Linked DNA regions of Mus musculus: regions 1 and 2 are each linked to region 3. Evidence: chromatin contacts called from public HiChIP or PLAC-seq and promoter capture Hi-C data. All regions are on one chromosome and are shown on one strand. The core of a region is the stretch at or near the end of the contact, and the rest is flanking DNA. Distances in the headings are between cores, read along the strand shown.

Region 1 (4,874 bases), core at 1,970-4,469, 510 kb before region 3:
GCCCTAATGCCCAGAGACACCCATCATCACAGGGCAGCCCTGACCAGGCTCTTTCCTTGTACCTAGCGCCTCTGGGTTCCATCCCCAAAATCAATGTTTGCTAAGTGGGCCTAGAAGCCAGGTACTTAAATTAAAGTGGGAGGTCGGGGATGGAAACGGCGGAGAGGCAGGAGCCGTTGCCTTTGGAGGGGACAAGGAGTTGTGGAGGAAATCAGCCCTCACAACACTTATGGCCAGCGGCAGAAAGGACAGCAGCAGCAGCAGCAGCTTGTCCCAGTTGGATGACTGGGACCATAAAGACAGGAAGACACTCCCTCCGCATCCTCAAACACAGTGATCGGTCTTCCTTAAATATTCTTTGATGTAGTTACAGAACCTTAAAATGACTACTCACAGGAAGGAAATGGGATTTATGAACAAAATTGTAGCACAAGTTCAGACCAGAGGGCTAAGGGGGGGTCTTAAAGGGATAGCCTCAGCATAACCATCAGGGGCCTTTGGCTATGGATCCACCAGTCTGAACATCCTGAACTCAGTTTCTTCTAGTCTTTTGACCTTGGTCAAGGGTCATTCCCTCTGCAGTTTTATAGATGAGGGTAGAGGACTGGATTAGTGATTTTTTTTTATTAGTAGTAAACCTATATGTTGTCCAAATTTTGTTTCATCTAGAACCTCAATGTATAAAATAAGAGGAAGCTGTCCGTCCTCTTGCAGTGCTTACATCCTTTTGCAGTGTACCCTGAGGATCGGTGGGATCACCATTGATTTATGTTCGCCACAGTGCTTGGGAATCCACATGTCACGTGTGATCGAAACCTCTGCAACAGTAATGTGCAGTGAACTAGCTTGGGAACTGAGATCTGTTGTAATCAGGGCTATGAACTAGGATCTGCTGGCAAGAGGCAGATTTGGATTTTGAACCATTTATTTTCTTGGTTCCAAACACAATCTCCCAGTCCCGTGCCTTGGCACTGCACCATAAAATGTCCCTTTACCTATGTAGAATATTGAGCTGAATCAAAACACATATATAAGAATAAGTAATATTCTTAAGACTATAACTCCCCTATTTTACAATGACATTTCCTTCTGCAGCAGAGATGTAGCTGGATTTTGGTCTATTTACACCAGCTAATACTATATAACAGGCATTGTTAATATGAAATAGAAATGTGATTAAAACTGGTGTTAATAATTCATGTTGGGTTTAGTTGTGAATTAGGAACAGGGTAGGAAGAATCCTTGATCTTTTAAAGGTGCTTCAAATCCCACCAACCTCTGGTGCCAGAGGGTAGTTGTAGACCGGGAGCAATTCTCTTGGTCATTTACGTCATCCGAAGTCTTAGTTCTTCAAGGTGTGGTTGCTTCAGAAGATACCAACACACTGTTGCAGCCCCTCCCACATCCCACATCTTAGTCCCCCCTTTCAGTTACCCCCTATGTGGGAGATGACAAGAAAACCAGAATGGTTGCATGATCCTGGTTGAGGACTTACAGAGAAAGCCCACCAGGCAAGCAAGTGCTCCATGGCCCCGCCCTGAGGTCCTCCAGGGGTCACTAGCAAATCCAAAGACCCCAGGAAAGAAACTGACACTGCAGAGAAGACAAGCTTTAGTCAGGCGTGAGGCGTGGCAAGGCATGCCGGTGGCTTCCCTATTATTGATGCCAGCCATGCCACAGAAATCGAAATATTTCACATGCCACCTGAAGGTACAAAACAAACCCCCAGCAGCTGACAACAGCTGTTGGAGAGACCCTTGTGGAGTAACTTGATGGGCTTTGGGAGCAATGGGCAGAATGATGCCTGGGAGACAATGGCCAGGACTTTAAAGACGGCTCTCCTGGATGGCTTTGCAAATCAGTTCAGAAGAGGAGAAAAGAGATGTGTGTGCCCTGCACTGTCAAAGGGAGTTAATAGCCCCTCTTTCTTAGACAAAGAAAATGCTGGGCACGTGTTCCTCATCCAAGCCCCCCCACCCCCAGACCCATTTCAGTCCCAGGTCCCCTAAGCAGGTGCTAAATCAATCTTCCAGATCCAGGTAAGAAAGGTGAGAGGCAATATTGGAAATAAAACAAAAGTCCCCATCACACATCCCCCAAGGACTTCATACAGGCCTCACCCCAGATGACTCTGCTCTCCTGCACCGCCTGGGAGGTATCACTGCCACCGCCCTTGGGGGGTGGGGGGAAGGGGTGCTGTCTGTCACTCGGAAATTTCCCTGTGCATTCCTAGAGATGCCTGCCCCTGTCTCTCAAACCCCTGCAAAGGAGAGCAGGCAAGAGGAAGGAAGACATCTACTCCAAGATGCACACTAATGTACTTGCCACCTGCCTTTGCCTCTGTCTATTTGAAAAACCTAAAAAGGAGTATTTTCCCACTTCATTGAGTGCCCCACCTCCATCTGGCTACTCATCTCCGCGATGACCCCTTCAGGCAGCGCCCCTGGCTTGTCTGGACTGTATGTCATTTTCACCCGACAAAGCGCGGCGGCAGGCGAGCCCAAGGCATTTTCTTCCAAAGGAGAGAGAACGCGTGGAGCACCCACTCGGGGCCTCTGCAAATCCGCCCCACCCGGAATGGAACAAAGCAACAGAGAGAAGGCGAGACCCATTGCCCAGCCCCGGCAACTCCACCATCGTGCGGGGACCCACGCCCCGGTCTCCCTGCAAGGCGCCGCCTGCGCCCGCGGCTACCCATGGGTCTGTAGCGTCGCGCGTCCTACGCCGCCTCGCGCTGCCCGCGTCCCCAGGCAGCTACTGTACCTGCTAAATTTAGCGACCGCCGGGTATTAATAGCTAGCGACCCGGGGCTGGTGGTTCGCAGGGGCGCGCGGCCCTAAGGGGACATGGGGATCGGGAGGGAAGGGAAGAAGGGACACAGGAGAAGAGGCCACTTACACCACCAGCCTGGAGATGATCCACGACACCATGGCGGGCGGGCGGGCTGGCGCGGCCCGGATTGCTGGGCTGCGGGCGGTGCTGCGCTCCCGGCACGTCTGTCTGTCTGTGCACCGCCGCTGCCGCCAGACTGAGCGCACCCGCCCGGTCCGGCCCCGCGCTCGCGCGTTGGCGCAGCCGCGGCACGTTCCGCCCGCTGCCCCAGCCCCCAGGGGCTCCGCGGGCCCACGGCGATTGGGCGGCTAGCGGTGAGGGCACCAGCGCGACCCGCCCCTGCTCCGATCGTCCCAGCCCCAGAGCTGCAGCCAGGGCGGGTCCTCCTCCGCCCTCCTTGTGAAACCGTGTGGTGCGGTGGCTCAGTGCACTGGGCCTCCGAACCCCCAGGGAGGGCTGCCTCACCTTCACTAGGTGAAGTGGGGAAACTGAGGTCTGAATCTGGACTTTGAAATCCTGCCTACACCTGTCTAGACGAGGTTCTGTCATTCTTCACTTAGATAATACGCTAGCCTCAGGAGAAACCTGAAGCCTTCAACTAGCATCCCATAAGTCAACATCTCAGCAAGTGTCTGCCTACTGACAGCTCTAGTGTCCCAACTCGATCTCTTTGACTGCAACCCCATCACCAGTCACCGCGTGTCCCTTCAGTTGTTTCTACTGCAGCTCTCTCTCTCTCTCTCTCTCTCTCTCTCTCTCTCTCTCTCTCTCTCTCTCACACACACACACACACACACACACACACACACACACACACGTCAGAGGTCAACATGCAGGAGTCAGTTCAATGCAGTTGTCCCGGTGATAGCTCGGGCCATCATCAGCCATGGCGGCAAGCACTAGGGGAGCGGTCTCACAGACCCACACCTCAGACATTCCCTGTCCATACATTCACTTCTGTCTTTGATTCGTCCTCCAGCCTCAGCTCGGAGGGCTATGAGAGCCGAAGGGCATCATACATCATGACCCAGCAGTGTTAACAGAGCCATGTGGCATCTTGGGCAAAATGGAAACCGCGTTCAGTATCAACACGTCAATGCATTTTTAAAATATTGCATCATATAGGATTTGTCTTGATCACGGAATTTTATGGTGTCCCTTTAAATTTTGCAGCCAGGCTTTGTGACTTGCTTTGCTCATCCTGAGGATGGACCTGAACCAACTTCAATAGCACTTGAAAGCCTTTGTCCTTTTTATCCCTGGGCTCTGCTGCTCCCTCCCTCCCTCCAGTAGTTTAGGTTCCAGTGACCTGCTCTTCTTTGCAGATATTCAGTTGTGTAAAATTCAGTGCCCAGTGTGAGAAATTCTGTAGAGACCTAGTTTATAGCTTTTTCTAAAGGAGCTCTGCCCAATGAGGCTTCTTGCAGAGGCAAGGTGACTTTGGACTTTGGCAGTGCCTTCAAATATGATAGAATATGCACGGTGACATGTGCCTATGACTCCAATTCTTGGGAGGTAGAAACAGGAGCCCAGGCTAGTATCCTAAGGCCATCCCAACCCCCTCATTCCAAATCCCAGGCGTGGTAATTGACCCTGTAACACTCACCCTCAGGAGGAGGAGACAGGAAGGCGAGTTCAAAGTCATTCATGGCTACTTGGGAGTTCAAGGCCAGCCTGGACTACATGATTCCAAGTCTGTCTCAGTCTCTCTCCCTCACCCCCCTTAAGTGTATGAACATACAGATAGAAAATACTTTCTGACAATTAAGGGGCTATGAGAGAGTTGTCTTCTTTCATTTCTCTTTGTCTGTATGTCTTCTTTGTCTCAAAAAAAAACCCATAAACTACTTGTGATATAGAGGGGGTTAATGTAATGTTGAAGCATTTGGAGGTTGGTCATTTCGCTTTTGGGCAGCTATTGAATCTCATGTTCCAAACCACTTCCTCTATAGAACCCTCATACCGCAGGCCACAATACACCTATGTGGGAGGCTGCCAGAGATGCTTCTGTGTTCCAGTGCCCACTGAAGTTACTCAGATTA
Region 2 (4,383 bases), core at 1,171-3,670, 340 kb before region 3:
CCCAGAGATGGTTCCACCCACAAGGGGCCTTTCCCCCTTGATCACTAATTGAGAAAATGCCTTGCAGCTGGATCTCCTTTCTCTGTGATAACTCCAGCCTGTGTCAAGTTGACACAAAACTAGCCAGTACACACCCAGAACTATTTTTTAACATGTACATAGTACGAAGTTCACACTTCCTTGTGAGACTTTTTTTTTTTTTTTCGAGACAGGGTTTCTCTGTATAGCCCTGGCTGTCCTGGAATTCACTTTGTAGACCAGGCTGGCCTCAAACTCAGAAATCTGCCTGCCTCTGCCTCCCGAGTGCTGGGATTAAAGGTGTGCGCCACCACGCGCCCAGACATTCTTGCTAAATTAGTTTAACTTGGATCTCATCAAGTTTACATCCAACTTCCATTTCACATAAAATAACACACCGGAAAAAGTTAAGGGCAAGACACAGACCTTGCAGGATGATGAACAGCCAACTCTAAAGTCTTTACTTTTACAATGTTACTTTCATTTTTAATGTGGGGATTAAATTTTTAAAACGAATGCATGGTAATGTCTCAGAAACTACAACACCCAGACTTTCCCGAAAAATCTTTGCTTTCTGAGCCACTGTCTAGTCTGCCCTTGAACTCTTGCTTTCAGGAATGTCCTGAAAATGACCAAGCAGCTGAACTGCAGGCCACACTGCATCTCTTAAAACCTTTTCTTATTAAGAACTTTCATTCACCTGTTACATTTTGCTCTCTCGTATAAAACTGAACATGTGGAACTTAAATGAGACAAGCATACAATTTCACTTCAGAACATTATGTAGACCATTTTGTGGTATTTGTATACTCTTCTTGAAGATAAGTAAATCATTACTAGTGTGTGGCTTTAGCTTTGTCATCCATAAGTTGAGATAGTCTAAAGAAAACAGTCTTATTACTATTTAAACTTATGCCTGGTATGTACATTACTCGTTTAACGTTTCCATTATTTTAAATAATAAGTGTCATTGCTAAGAATGTAATGTCAATTTCTCCTCTAGTAAAGTACCCCTCTTAAAAAAAAAAAAAAAAAAGAACACGCACCGGAAAATGGCAACGTTAATTAGACTGGCTTGACAGCTACACTTCCATAAGTGAACTAAAGGTTTAGAAGGACAAGTTTGAGTGCTGTAGAAACAGTGCTTCTCAAAGGTCAAGGCACATTCTAACCACTCGGGATAGTCATAATTTAAATCTGATTTAGTAGGTCTGGAATGGGACCCCACAAGTGCTATGTGCTGGGAGCTGGTACTGTTGGTGCGACTACTGGTGGTCAGTAATAAGGCTGGGTGTGTAAAGAATGCACCTTCACGCTGGGCGGTGGTGGCGCATGCCTTTAATCCCAGCACTTGGGAGGCAGAGGCAGGCGGATTTCTGAGTTCGAGGCCAGCCTGGTCTACAAAGAGAGTTCCAGGACAGCCAGGTCTACACAGAGAAACCCTGTCTCGAAAAAAACAAAAACAAAACAAAAAAAAGAATGCACCTTCACTACCACTACTAGCTCAAACTTCACATCCTTCAATGGTCAATTACTGCGGTAGCACTCTTCCTACTTGACATAGGAGAAGTCTCGGACAAGTTTTTCGAGATCAGAGAGCCGAGACGTCTAAAAGTAGGACTCAAACTTAGGCGGCTGATACTTGGTTTCTAAAATAACTCAATTGATAGGCAGATCTAAGGATTCAGAGTAGGATCCGAACTGTTTTCGGTAGCATCCTTATGGGTAGGGCCTGAGAGAACTGAGCTTCTAGAATAAACACAAGTCGGGCTTCCCTGCACACAGAGGAGAGCGAGAAAAGGACCTGCCTGGCAGGTGCCTGGACTTTTTGGGGGCTCCGACCCGGTTCACCGCACACAACCTTCCGGTCTAGGGCAAGTCCTCCGGGTGGTCTGCAGGCCGGCGCGGGGGCGGGGCTTGCGCAGGAGAAAGGTTCCGGGCGGCCCGTACCACCGCGCGCAGGGGAGAGAGTGCTTCCTCGGGGCCCGGCGGCGTGGCGCCTCCAGCGCCTGGGGGCGAGGCCGAGGTGCTCCTAACCAGGCCCTACACACCCGGGTCGGACGCCGAGCGGCCAAGGCGCGCTTCTCCTCACATCCCAATCCTAAACTCTTCCCTCGGCCCCTCGGCAGAGTGGAAGGCCCCGGAAATAGGGGCCAGCCTGAGAGCGCAGCTGGCTGTTCCCACCTCCGCTGCGGAGCTTCCCCGGTCGCTGGCCCTTACCAGCTCTTTGGGAGGCTTCTCCTGGGTTTTTCCAAAGAGTCCCATGATGAACTGAACTCCTCTTACCCCTTCCGACTTTCCGTTCCCTGCGCCCAGGCAGGTCACGGGCAGCCGCCTGGGCGGGGCTGGGAGGAAGGGAATCAGACGCCCAGAGAAGGGCGCGGCGGCAGCAGGGCTAGTACGCACGCGCGCGGCGCAGGCGCAGAGTTAAGTTGGGTGGGGTTCTACAGTGTGGATGACACCATTGCTCATAAGGGAGCTTAAGTGAAGTATAGAAGTAACTCTTAAGATATTTATTGCCTACACCCAAAACCTGTCAGCTAGCCCAGAAATATATATCTCAACGCTGTCACGCATATTTACAACCACTTCCCAGATATTTGTGGATGGGTTTCTCTTTGGGTCCGTAGTCACCTCACAGACTGCAAATCTACACACCTACTCGAAAACTTGACATCGCCTTCTTTCCCCTTTGTAGGAAGTCTTAAAAGTTCTAGCAGTGATCTTATGCTGAAGCTGGAGAAGAAGGGATTGATTCAACAGATTATAACATTTGTTTCGCTTGTAAGATTAAGGTTAAACAGACCTGCACGAGTCAGCTGAAACTAACTTTTAAAGAAGAGATAACAAAAGACTTGCATTCTGCACACATTAAAGAAATGGATTCATAGACAAGGAACTGTGCAAGGAAACTTGGGCCCCTGGAAGAACAGGAAGCCACTTCTACAGCCTCATCTTACCTTTAAAAAACAAACACCGGGGAAATCTTTTTTAAAAAAAACCCTATTTTCTTTACTGAAACTTTAATGATAAACATAAATATTCTCTAATGGAACAGAGGCAACCTGGGTCCATTGTCTATTCCCTCTGGGAAGGAACCAGTTAGTATATCTTACAGTTAAGTCTGCATATGTTCTGGCTTTCATATCATAGCTTTCTATAAATTGTAATATGGCCACTGGCTGGGTGGAGAGGAAATCAGACTCCTAATTTTCTTTATTATTTTTAAAATGTTATTGTTGGAGAATTTCATTCATGAATGTGATATGTTGTCCACATCCATTCCTCTGACTCTTCCCTTGGCCTTTACTGATTTTTGTTTCCTAATCTCTTTTAAAACACAAAGGAACTAAACTGGCATACTTATGGCACCTGCCATCCACTTTGCCCATTTTAATTCACACTTTCACCCGGGTGGGCACCAGGTACGAACATGAAGCGTTCTGTGCCTGGCTGTGCTGCGTCTTCAGGTGGATGCTGAATTCCTTCTGAGCTTTGGCCTTCCTTGTGTTTTGTCAATGGTCCATTGGTTTATTCTGAACTGGTTGGATACCCTGTTATTTTGTTCTCATGCAGAGGGAGGGTTTGTTTACTTTTGTTTGTTTTCAGAGTATTTGTTTATTTGCTACCAAGCCAGCCCTTTCCTCCTACCACTCCAACAACTAATTCTCCTTGCTTTTAGCAAACTTGCCTCTTTTAATTTAGAAAGTCTGATCATAAAGACACTATAGATAAGAGGTATTCTCATATCGGGGTACTCGAACACAACAAAGGGAGGGTCAGAAGAATCTCCCCAGCACAAGCAGTAGCCTCAAAGAGAAGCCCAAGACAACAAGTCCCAACTCTGGTTAAAAGCTCAGTTGGAAAGACCCACATAGGGGATGACCACATTGTCTTCAGCCCTTCTACGTTCCATTAAATTTACAGGATAAATCTAAGTCACTGTTATAGAGAATGTCTCATGCATTGTATAGATGCATCACATGTCAATTAAGAAAAAACCTATAGCATATAGGAAAGAGTAGGATAGACTGTGGGACATTCTGGAGGCAGAAGGAATTCTGGGATAGAGCCAGGCAGGGGAGATTCACCTGGGAAGATGTGACCAAACTGCTTCATAGTAACTGAGCACAGGTAACCAGCCACATGGCAGAATATGTGTTAAAAATAATTGGGTTATTTTAATTTATGATCTACTCAGAAGAGAGCCTAGCAATATGGCCAAGGTATGTGTGAATATTTTTGAGTCTGAGTCTTTATTTCTGGGCACATAGAGCTGGGAGGAAGAACTGGATCTAACTTCTACACACTGCGGGAAGAAGTGACCTTAGGGTGAGACCCACCTCAGCTGTTATTATAACTGAT
Region 3 (4,297 bases), core at 1,515-4,014:
AGGACAGTAGTAAATAGAATCATGGCTGGGCACAGTACTTTAAGGCTTTCCAGCACTCGTGAGGCAGGAGCATGCTGGGTTTGAGGCTAGTATGGGCTACATGGCAAAATGCTAAAGGGGGGAAAAGAATGAAAGGAAAGGAAGTAAGAGAGGGATGGAGGGGAGAATCCTAATCAAGAGCAAAAGACATCAAATATCTGCTTCTACAGTGGACATTGAAAAAGGGCTGTAGTAAAACTGACACCCCAACCCTTGTCATGAACCAATCAGGAGAAACCCCGCCCTCCCTTCTCTTTGACTTGTAAAAGAGGCAGAAATAAGAGCAACCAGAAGTGATAAAGAGACTCTTGTTGAATTTGAGGCACAAAGCTTCCTGGAAAGGGCAGGGACAGAGAACAGAAGCACATTACACTCGCTACCCTAGGCTGTGCAGGACTCAGACGGGGGCAGGGGCGGGGATGACAGGACCCACAGCCTCTGGATCTCTCTATCACCTGTCCATTAGTCACACAGCCCACAGACAGCTGGCATTGCTGCCTGGAACCATCTCCCAGCGGACGTAAAGCTGCCCTAGCTCAGATGAAGGTTTTCACTGACACCAATGTGCCCCAGTTCTAGGCTTTCCTTGAAGGACTCTGAGAGCCAGGAGCACTGTGCCTGGGAGACCTGAGACTGAGGCTCCTTCTCTGTGCTCCATTATCCCCACATCCTCCTCCATTGTGAGAGCCCAGATGCCCACGATCCCTGAGACAATGAGAAGTCTACTCTCAAAGCTCTCTGTGTCTCCTGCCTGAAGTAGTTTCAGTGACATGGTCTCCGTTAGGAGAAGTTCTGGGAAAGAGATGGAGGTGGAACTACATACCTTGACTTTTTCCCCAGTCATGGTCTCCAGTTCGCACTCCTCCCCCAGGGTGAACTCATTGCGGACCACTTTGGGTCCATAGGTGATGGTGAGTTTGATTTTCTTCCCTTCATGCACGATTTCTGACACCCCCTTGATGTCCTTCCCTTTCTGGATGAGGTCCTCGGGCAGACCTGGTAGAGACCATGTAAAGTTAAAAACTGGGAGAACAGAGACCCCACACATTTCCATACAGTAGTCCTGTGAGCAGTTAGGTCTTTGCCTTCTGATGCGGAAAGTCGGTAGTCTGCTAGTACTTTGCCAGTTAGTACTATTATTTTTTGAGACAGGGTCTCTTGCAGCCTAGGTTAGCCTTAACTCACTCTATGGTGGAGGATGACCTTGAGTGTCTGATCCTCCTGCTTCCACATCCTTAGTGCTAAAATCGCAGTCATGTGCCATTGTACCTGGCTTATATGGTGCAAGGGATTGAACCCAGGGCTTCATGCATGCTAGGCAAACACTCTACCAACCGAGCCACATTCTCAGCCCAGCGATTCATTTGTTGTAAAGACCCTTCCCTCTGTGGCTCCCTGCTTCTTACTCATCCTCCCCTCCACCCCCCACAGATCCCTCCTTCTTTAGTGGCCTGGCTCTTAGAGTGGGAACACTTCATCCTCCAGAATGTTTAGCTTCCAAATCCAATTACCTTTGAAGTGATATGGGAGCTACAGATAATTAGGCCATGCACAAAGTAGGACCATGCCTGGCAAACTTGCTGTGGCCTCTGGAGTCAAGGCTCTTGGGGGTAATGTACAAAAATCCTTTACCCTAGAATAGGGCTTTTCAGATTTCAGAACAAATCTGTGCTTTTACATGAACAGGAGTTCACAAGAACCGGGGAGTTCACAGTGACAGTGGAGGGTCCCTTGCAAAACTAAGGGATCCTCACATTCATGATCTTTGACTTGTCTGCAAAAGAAGCTCTGAGTCCTAGGATGACCCGAGAGTCCTTTCCCCACTCTTGCTGTTCCTCATCTTTTCCATGTTGGTAACCCCCTTTGTTCCACTTCCCCCTCTGCCCACAGGCCTCTTTCTTCCTGTTATATACTCTTCTCTCCCTGGTTCCAGGCTCAGCTTTCATCATCACAGTCTCCCCCGTACCTGAGTACCCTGGGAGACATAGGGTGTTTAAATAGGGTCTCTGGGACCCAGCACCTGCTTCTAACTCCAACACAAACACTCTCTAAACTGTGAGCCTCATCACAGCTACCTCACCTACCCCAGTCGCCTCAACTGTAAAATGGGAAAACAGCTCAGTTTTATGGTGAGTATTTACTGTGGGCATTGCATGGCAATGCCTGGTATAGAGTCATACATATTAGGAGACACTTCATTCCATTTATCTCCAAATAACTGGTCAAGATTGTAGCTTTGTCTCTGAACATTGGTCAGGATTGTAGCCTATCACACTCTGTCTCTCTGGTATATGTACAAGCATGGGGTTGGCGTATGGTTGGCCTTGAATCAATGTTTGCTAGAAAGTGAGTGAAGGAACAAGGTCTTAGAATAAAGTGCCATGAGACACACACTTCGAACCAGTTCATCTTCCAATGTAGGGTTGTTTCCACTTCCCTGGAGTAGCTTTGTCCAGTGGGGAGCAGTAAAAGTAACAAGAGAGCAGGAGAGTCACTGGAGAACTCCTCAATTCGGTATAGCCTGGACCCCTCCTTCCACCTCAACACCAGACCTGGACTATCTGTTGATAGTAGGGCTAGCCCCTCGTTGCTGTCATAATCACCACTCACCTATTGCCTTCATGAATGGCTCAAAGTTCTCCTGGCTCTGCAATTGGTACTTGCCGGAGAAGTTCATGGTGGCAACGAGGCTTCCTTTCCACAGCTGACCACAACAGCTCTGCCTGCCAGGTCACCCACTGTTGCCTATTTTATAAGGGGATTCTTCCTCCTCAGATATAGGCCATAGGTCAGTGATTGTCGATTTATTTATGGCCAGGCTCAAACATTAACTCCTGAGAGCAATGGTCAACGATAAAAATCAGAGTGGGCAAGGCAGAGGTTTGTTCTAATTCAGCAAACATTAGTGAGTCCAACCAAGGGCAAAGCTCTCTGTAAATGTTGCCTTTATGGTGACTTAACCCTACTCATGAAATAAGTGTGCATGGTTGAAATGTATGTTGACAAATGTATGTATGTGCAACATACATACATTTAGAAATAATTTAGAAACATGTGAATCACATCTCCAGCAATGCACATATGCATATATACCTAAGTGCACATATGTATGTGTTTGTACATGTGTACACTTGTATGTATGCATATATTTATATACATGTCACTACATATCCATATGTACATACATAAACACACATACGTGTGTGTGTGTGTGTGTGTGTGTGTGTGTGTGTGTGCGCGCGCATTACATGGGGAGAAATACCTTTGAACTCAAAACCTTTTTCATATAACCTTATGTTTATTTCTCATTTTTTATTATTATACAAACATAATTTTACATACATTTTATCAGTCCTTAAAGCTGTTTTGTATTTTGAGAATTCTTCTTCAATGATTCCAAGCAAGCCTCAATCCAGGCAAGTCTCAGTCCAGGCAAGCCTTAGTCCAGACAAGCCTCCCCTTTGAAGGCATCTACTGTCAGCAGGTGTAAGCTCTTTAACTAAAGCAGCAGTCTGAAAACTTAGATTATTTTATCTGCTAGAGACAAGTCCAGCCAAGAAAGATGGCATTACCTGCTGACTTTGTCCCATCCCTGCCTCACAACTAAGAACAGGGCACTAAGATGGTACACGGGCATTCAGCCTGACTAGAAGTGGCCTTGGGGAAGAGGCCTAAGGATGCTTCCAAAGATCTCTGATGTTCTTGTTTGTCATGGGGGAATTGTCACCCAGAGCATCTTCATCTCCCCATTCCAGCATCCTAGGCAGTTCTCAGCAAGTGCCACTTCACAGCCTATTTCTCTTCTGTTTAGACTTTAGCATCAGCCTCATTACTCACAGCCATCGGCCCTCCATCCTCTAGTCTTTTCTGCCCCGAGGCTACATAGACTTATAAATCTGAGGCTGGGGTATGCCATGCCTCAGTTTTGAACCCATGGTCCCTATTGCTCTAGCAGTGACAGGCCCCGGATAGCGTGGAAGGTCTGTGTCTACTGTCCTGACTGTGATGACTGCTCAAAATAGAGCTTGCACTTTGCTTTCATTTTTGTCTTGCAAAATGACTGCCATTGTCTAAGCTTCTAGTGAGGCTGTTAGGCTTGCCAAACCCAGCCTCATCACCCACCTTTCCCTAGAGGTCACAGGCATAGGCCAGCTGAAGGTGTCGGGGTATTTCTTCCTCTATGTTTGAATTTGTGTCTCTTCTACACTTTTCCTGTCCTCCAGCTGTCTGCCTCCCTGTAACTCCTCCCAGCTAGTGG

Evidence for each region. Promoter capture Hi-C pulls out the DNA fragments that hold promoters and counts their contacts. HiChIP or PLAC-seq counts read pairs in DNA pulled down with a chosen protein or histone mark.
Region 1: a promoter capture Hi-C map of 3T3-L1-derived adipocytes shows a contact between it and region 3, with 8 times the contacts expected there. The contact joins the promoter of Reep1 here to the promoter of Fabp1 in region 3. A contact is called at or near these places in 14 of 39 promoter capture datasets (the 3T3-L1 cell line, 3T3-L1-derived adipocytes, the C10 cell line and 9 more).
Region 2: an H3K4me3 HiChIP or PLAC-seq map of bone marrow-derived macrophages shows a contact between it and region 3, with 3 times the contacts expected there. The contact joins the promoter of Chmp3 here to the promoter of Fabp1 in region 3. A contact is called at or near these places in 1 of 115 datasets of contacts at active chromatin or transcription factors (bone marrow-derived macrophages) and 2 of 9 other capture datasets (adipose tissue and pancreatic islet).

The regions. Positions count from the first base shown.
Region 1 is chr6:71,706,026-71,710,899 of GRCm38.p6, reverse strand. Reep1 (receptor accessory protein 1) reads right to left here and starts at 3,219. Exons shown (of 7, transcript NM_178608.4): 1 at 2,899-3,219. The coding sequence starts at 2,930.
Region 2 is chr6:71,541,889-71,546,271 of GRCm38.p6, reverse strand. Chmp3 (charged multivesicular body protein 3) reads right to left here and starts at 2,420. Exons shown (of 6, transcript NM_025783.4): 1 at 2,239-2,420. The coding sequence starts at 2,283.
Region 3 is chr6:71,198,346-71,202,642 of GRCm38.p6, reverse strand. Fabp1 (fatty acid binding protein 1, liver) reads right to left here and starts at 2,764. Exons shown (of 4, transcript NM_017399.5): 1 at 2,650-2,764; 2 at 863-1,035. The coding sequence starts at 2,716.